Linked DNA regions of Triticum aestivum: region 1 is linked to region 2. Evidence: chromatin contacts called from public Hi-C data. All regions are on one chromosome and are shown on one strand. Each heading gives the region's core, a stretch centred on a gene start, on an enhancer-like site or on the middle of the called end of the contact. The rest is flanking DNA. Distances are from core to core; before and after follow the strand shown.

The links. A called contact is a pair of places that touch in the nucleus more often than the background predicts.
Region 1: a contact with region 2 is called in a Hi-C map of leaf, with 4 times the contacts expected there. The contact joins the promoter of LOC123078453 here to the promoter of LOC123078451 in region 2. A contact is called at or near these places in 2 of 5 Hi-C or Micro-C datasets (both in leaf).

What each region holds. Positions count from the first base shown.
Region 1 is chr3D:284,516,158-284,518,857 of IWGSC CS RefSeq v2.1, forward strand. It overlaps LOC123078453, which reads left to right and starts at 1,372. Exons shown (of 2, transcript XM_044500966.1): 1 at 1,372-2,071; 2 at 2,158-2,700. The coding sequence starts at 1,438. The coding sequence ends at 2,171.
Region 2 is chr3D:284,342,015-284,344,714 of IWGSC CS RefSeq v2.1, forward strand. LOC123078451 (beta-galactosidase 2) reads left to right here and starts at 1,279. Exons shown (of 19, transcript XM_044500964.1): 1 at 1,279-2,700.

The DNA of each region.
Region 1 (2,700 bases), core at 122-2,621, 170 kb after region 2:
TCAAGGCTCAGCACGTCAAACTCGAAGAACAAGGGACACAGGGTTTATACTGGTTCGGGCCACTGATGTGGTGTAATACCCTACTCCAATGTGTGTGGTGGATTGCCTCATAGGCTAAGGATGAACAAGTACAAGGGAAGAACAGCCTCCTGAGGAGAGGTGTTCTTGGGCTCGATGAGCTTGTGTGGTTGAGGATGATCTGAATGATCCGTCCCCTACTAAGGTGGTGGCTAGTCCTATTTATAGAGGCCCGGGTCCTCTCCCTAAATGTTAGGCGGGAAGGGATCCCACAATGGCCAACTTGAAGGGGGCAGCTAGTACATGTTATCCTGATAAAAGGTGGTCTTCGCCTGCCAAAGGCTCCGGTGGTGACGCCGTCGTGGGCTCCGCGATGACATCCGTCCTGCCGTCCTGCTGGTCTTCGTCTCGTTGCACCGATATGGAAACCTTTGCCTGATGCCTCGGAACTCCTCGCCTGCGCTTGCCCCTTTAGCACCAAAGAGGCAACGGGTACTCTGCGCCCGCTGGCGCCCGCCTGGCCTTGGTCGTCATGGCTCACGTCACGAGAACCTCACGAGGTGCCCCTCGCCTTGATCTCTCCGCCCCTTGCGAGCCAGCCTAGTGAGGCCGCCCCTGAGGAGGTATTGTGTCGTCCGCCTCGCGAGGCTCGGCCCCTCGCGAGGGTCTTGAGTGTTTGCTGGTGAAGACGGGCCGTACCAGGGCGCTGGTGGAGCCACGCCGTGGGCCGCAGGCAAGCAAGTCTGGGGACCCCCGTTCCCTGAGCGCCGACACTATAGACTACTAGGAAGTGGTTGTGGCGTTGTGGAAAGTCACAAATTCATCAAGCGAATCTCAAATTCTTACGAGTTTACCAAGCAGCAGGTGGTGATCGGCAACTGTTGTAGTCAAAACTCTCAAAGCTTGGATAGAGCAATTACCAGGGAGAGTCAAACGCACGACGTAGATGTATGTGAAGCTGGGAAGGCTTATAATATGGTAGCAAAAAGGGTCGGCAATAATTAATTTAGAGGTACAAAGTTGAATAAATGCTTAACGACGGTACTGTGCTGGTCCTAGGCTAGACCGTGCCAGAGACGCGAGCCTAGAATACTAACAAAATCACGACGCTACACGTAAACAGGGAGGAGCACATTCTGAATCTCTTTTTTTCACTTTTTTTGTATTTTTTCCTTTTTTTTTTGCTCCGCAACATTTTTTTCAAAAAAGACTACAATTTTTTTCCTGATAATAATAAAGAAGCTATTGCTTCTGCCCACCTGCTCACCGTCGCGCCTGTTTTGCAATTTTTTTTAATTTAACCCGCGGTCCCCTTTTTAAGTGGATCTGGAAAACGTTTCGATCTTACAAAAAGGACCTTGGATTAGGGAGTATTCAACCCGCAATCCTTACGTTTCGTTTTTTGTGCAGGCGGCGGCCATGACAGGGAGGGGCGGCGACGCTGCGCTCAGGCAGCGCATCAGGCGGCGGCAGGGAGGCGGGAGGTGCGCGACGGAGACGAAGGAGGAGAAAATAGAGAGGCGTGGAGGAGAGGCGCGCGAGCGGGAAGGGCTGGCGAGTCGACCACGACGCGGACGAGACCAGCGGCGGCCTTGCAGCGGCTTGCGGTGGTGCAGTCGGCGAGGACCTGCCGATTCTCGCCGGATCCGGTGGAAAATGGCGCATAGGAGGCGGATCTGGAAGGAAGTCAGCCAGAGCTCAGAGCACGATGGCTGCGGGCGCGGCATGGCTTCGGGTACTGCTGCTGCTCGGCGGTGGGAGAGAAAAGGGAAGACGGGAGGAAGGAGATGGGAGGCCGGAGGGAGAGAAGGGAGCGGTGAGGTAGGGTGGTGGTGCTTGCGGGCGGGATGTCCCTCGACGCCGGCACCGTGGCCATACCATCTGAAGATGTGGGGAGTCCCTGGAGTCCTGGACACTGCCTTTGAGGAGCACGGCGACTGCCAGTGCCTGGAGGCCAAGCCATTCGGTGTGACCGTCATGCCCGTACTTTCCTGCCACTTCCGGTCTTCCCAACTCGACGGCAAGTACCAAGCAGCAGCTCAGCCAAACCCCGGTACTCTTTCTGAATTTTATTTGTACCTGCAGCACGTACCGGTTATGTCTGATGCTGAATTTTGGACACTGAAATACACTGAACAGACAACAAGTGCTGAACCGGTTCACAGACTAGCCTGATTGATTCAATCCCCACGTGCTTGTGTCAATGCCTGCAAGGGAGCAAGCGTACTGGAGTTATGGTTGGATGGAGAGTAATTTGCTACAAAGCTTTACTATTTATGGTTATTTCCTAAATCTGTGATTTAATATATAATGCATTCTGTAGAAACCAAAATAATGTTCGTAGAGATCCGTTTTTACCATATTTCTGCCATTCATTTCTGATTTGAGAAAATTGCTCAGAATTAGGTAATATCATTTATGCTTGTGTTATCTCTATCATTTTATGGTTTAGCACCAGTCGCACACTGTGGTTACCGTGTGTGGCTTGAATCAAATAGCATGTGATTGAGCAAATGAACGAAACATAGGTGAAACATTTATTTTTTTAGTAGAGATGGGTGCTACGTACATTCCATCAAGTGTTCCCTTTAATTTTTCATAGTTTACATTGAGACACAATAATTGCTTAAAGCATGTTTTTGACTGCAGTGTTGCTCGCTAGCATCTCCACCATGCATCTTG
Region 2 (2,700 bases), core at 29-2,528:
CTGCCTACGCGTTATCATGTTTGCTGCCATCACCCTTGTGGGCCCCAGTCCGGCCTCGCACGTCGCACCCATCAGAGGGAGGCGCCAATCCGAAGCAGGGGAACCAGCCCGGCCAACAACTGCGCCATGAGCACGGCCGCCACCACTGCCGCCGGCGGCGCAGCTGCCACCACGTGAGTCGCGGACCCCAAACTGCCATGGCACCCAGCGCGGCCTAGGGCCCGGCCCTCCCATGTCTCCATCCTGCTCAGGGATGCCACTCTGACCACTGTATGACGAACCGTCAAAGAACCACGGCTCACCGGCCTCTCGGAGATCCATCACTGCATCCAAGTGAATGAGCACTTTGTACTGGAGGAACGCCGGCGGTCGCTCCTCCCCGGCTCCGGCACGGCGAGCCAGCGCAGGGTAGGGATGCTCTGCGGGTTCGCCGTCCAAGCAGTGGTCTTGAACGAAGCCAGGTCAGCCCGAGAGAAGGTCTCCGGAGCGACGGCGTCGAGCTTGCACGACGAGCCCAGCAAGTCCTCCACAACTGACCGATCCCAGGCATGGGGAGGGATCCCCTCCAGCTCCAGCCAAACTTTGAACCCAGCCACCGAATGCACCGCCTGCGACCAGTGGTGGAGACAGGCCCCAGGTAGCCCGGGCCGCTGCCTGGGGCGTGAGAGCAGCTCCCTTCATGTATTGTACATAGCACTGTAGATACAGTGCGTCAGTGTACACTGCCTGCCTGGGGCGTGGCCACATCCTGGCGCCGCCACTGCCTGCGACTGCCTATTCCATGGCCTGAAAATGAGCCTGTCACCTTGTAACTCCACCGATGGGCACGCCGAGACTCTGTTCCTGAGCTCCGCCGAGGCAAACACGAACAGAAAGTCCCCCGGGCAATGGCGGTGGACCGAGATGAACTCTAGTGGGATCCCCAGCTTGCCCTCCAACATCTCCCGCACCCGCTCTGACGAGATCATCCTCTTTGCACCACCCACATAAGCCACCATGGAAAACTACCAGGCGTGGCTCCGGACCAGCGAGAGCCACCATGGCAAACTACCTCGTCCCCGGCGCCGGCTCCGGCAGCGCAGCGCAGCGTCCTCTCACCGTGTGGCTAGCTTCGGAATCCCACCGAGTTTCCCATCCTATCTGACCCAGTTCTCACTAATCCTAGATCCTTGCTCCATCTCTCCTCGCAGACAAAAATATCCTCGCTCTCCTTTCAAAGAAAAAAGAAATTCCTCGCTCTACCTCTCTTCTAGCCTTATCACCGACAAGCAAATACTTTACTCCACTAGGCAAATATTCACAAACACTATTCAGTACAGAAAATAGCATTACCAAACACTAAGCCGCATAAATGTTTAGAGAGAGAAAGCCATCATCAAGAAAGAGGAAATGAAAAACACAACGTAAGGCCGGCCCCCGACGGGTCGCTCCTCGGTCGCTCCCGCGGGCGGCCAGGAGCGAAACCTAGCCGCCGCCGCAAGCCACAACCACCGCGCCCCCGCTCCTCGCCGCCGCCGGCAGGAGTCGCCGGGCAAAGCCCGCGGTTCGGCGGCGGCGGGGCCCTTTTTTTTCCTTTCCGCTGGAGATGGTACGGCGCGGGCCGGCCGCTCCTGGAGGGAGCTCGGGCACGTTGGCGCTCGGGATGGCGTTGGCTGGCGCTGGAAGGCTGGGGCAGCGGCCCCAGGTCGCGCGCGGGGTTGGCGTGCGCCTCCCTCGCGGAGGTGGTCCGGCGGCTGCCTGCGAGGCGGAGGATCCGGGGCCCTCGCGCCCGAATCTGGTGAGGAGGCGGGCCGTCGGCAGAGGCGTCGCGGCGGCGTGAGGTCAAGGCAGCGGTGGTGCTGGCCTGCGAGCAGGGTGGAGGCGCGGGCTGGGCGCGGCTGGGCGCGGAGTGCGGTGGGTGCGCCGTGTTGGTCGCCGGTGCAGATCTGGCGGGCGGCAGCCGGTGGTCTTCGCTCGGCGGCCCTGCGGGCAAGCCTGGACGCCACGGATCCGGCCTTGGCAGCGCAAGATGGGTAGTTTTCTCTGCCCCGTTCTGCTGCTCTGAAGTACAGGGGGCCGGAAGGAGACGGCTGCTGGTCGGAGGTCCGTGGCTGGCGGCCCGGGAGGGGCACTGCCGGCTGGTGGTGGTGCCCCGTTGCCGCTTGTTGGAGCTGGGTGGCTCTGCCGCGGTTGGATGCGGGGTGCAGGACCCGATCTGGTCTCTGCAGGCCCGTCGTCGAGGAGGTTTGCGGGTGGCCCTACACAGCAGTGGCGTGCTCGTTGTGTGGGGGGTGCGCGGTCCAATGGAGGTACGGGTCGACCTCGGCCTGCTGCGTGGGAGTGGCTGCACCGGGTGAAAGCCTGGCCGGTGCTGACCGGCCGTCGGCGACGGCGCCTGTGGGCGTCGCTATCCTCCTTGGAGGCGTTGTCGGGAATCTTCACAGCCTCTACTCCCGGATCAAGTCCTTCGGGTGAAAGCCCAGATCCTGCTACAAGGTCGGGCGGTGTCGTCGTCTTCAACGCCGTTCCCCTCTTTAGGGCGCCGTCTTGAAGAATTTGATCCCTTTGGTGCTTCCTATGACTGGACGTGCACGGTGGCTTCTGTGGCAACGACAACGGTGGTGAGCAACGTCGGAGGCGCGGCTTTGGTCGTGGTAGTCGGCTCTTCTTCTCCGGCGTGTCCATGGGAATGCCTCGACTGCCCGGTGCCGTGAAGTCGAA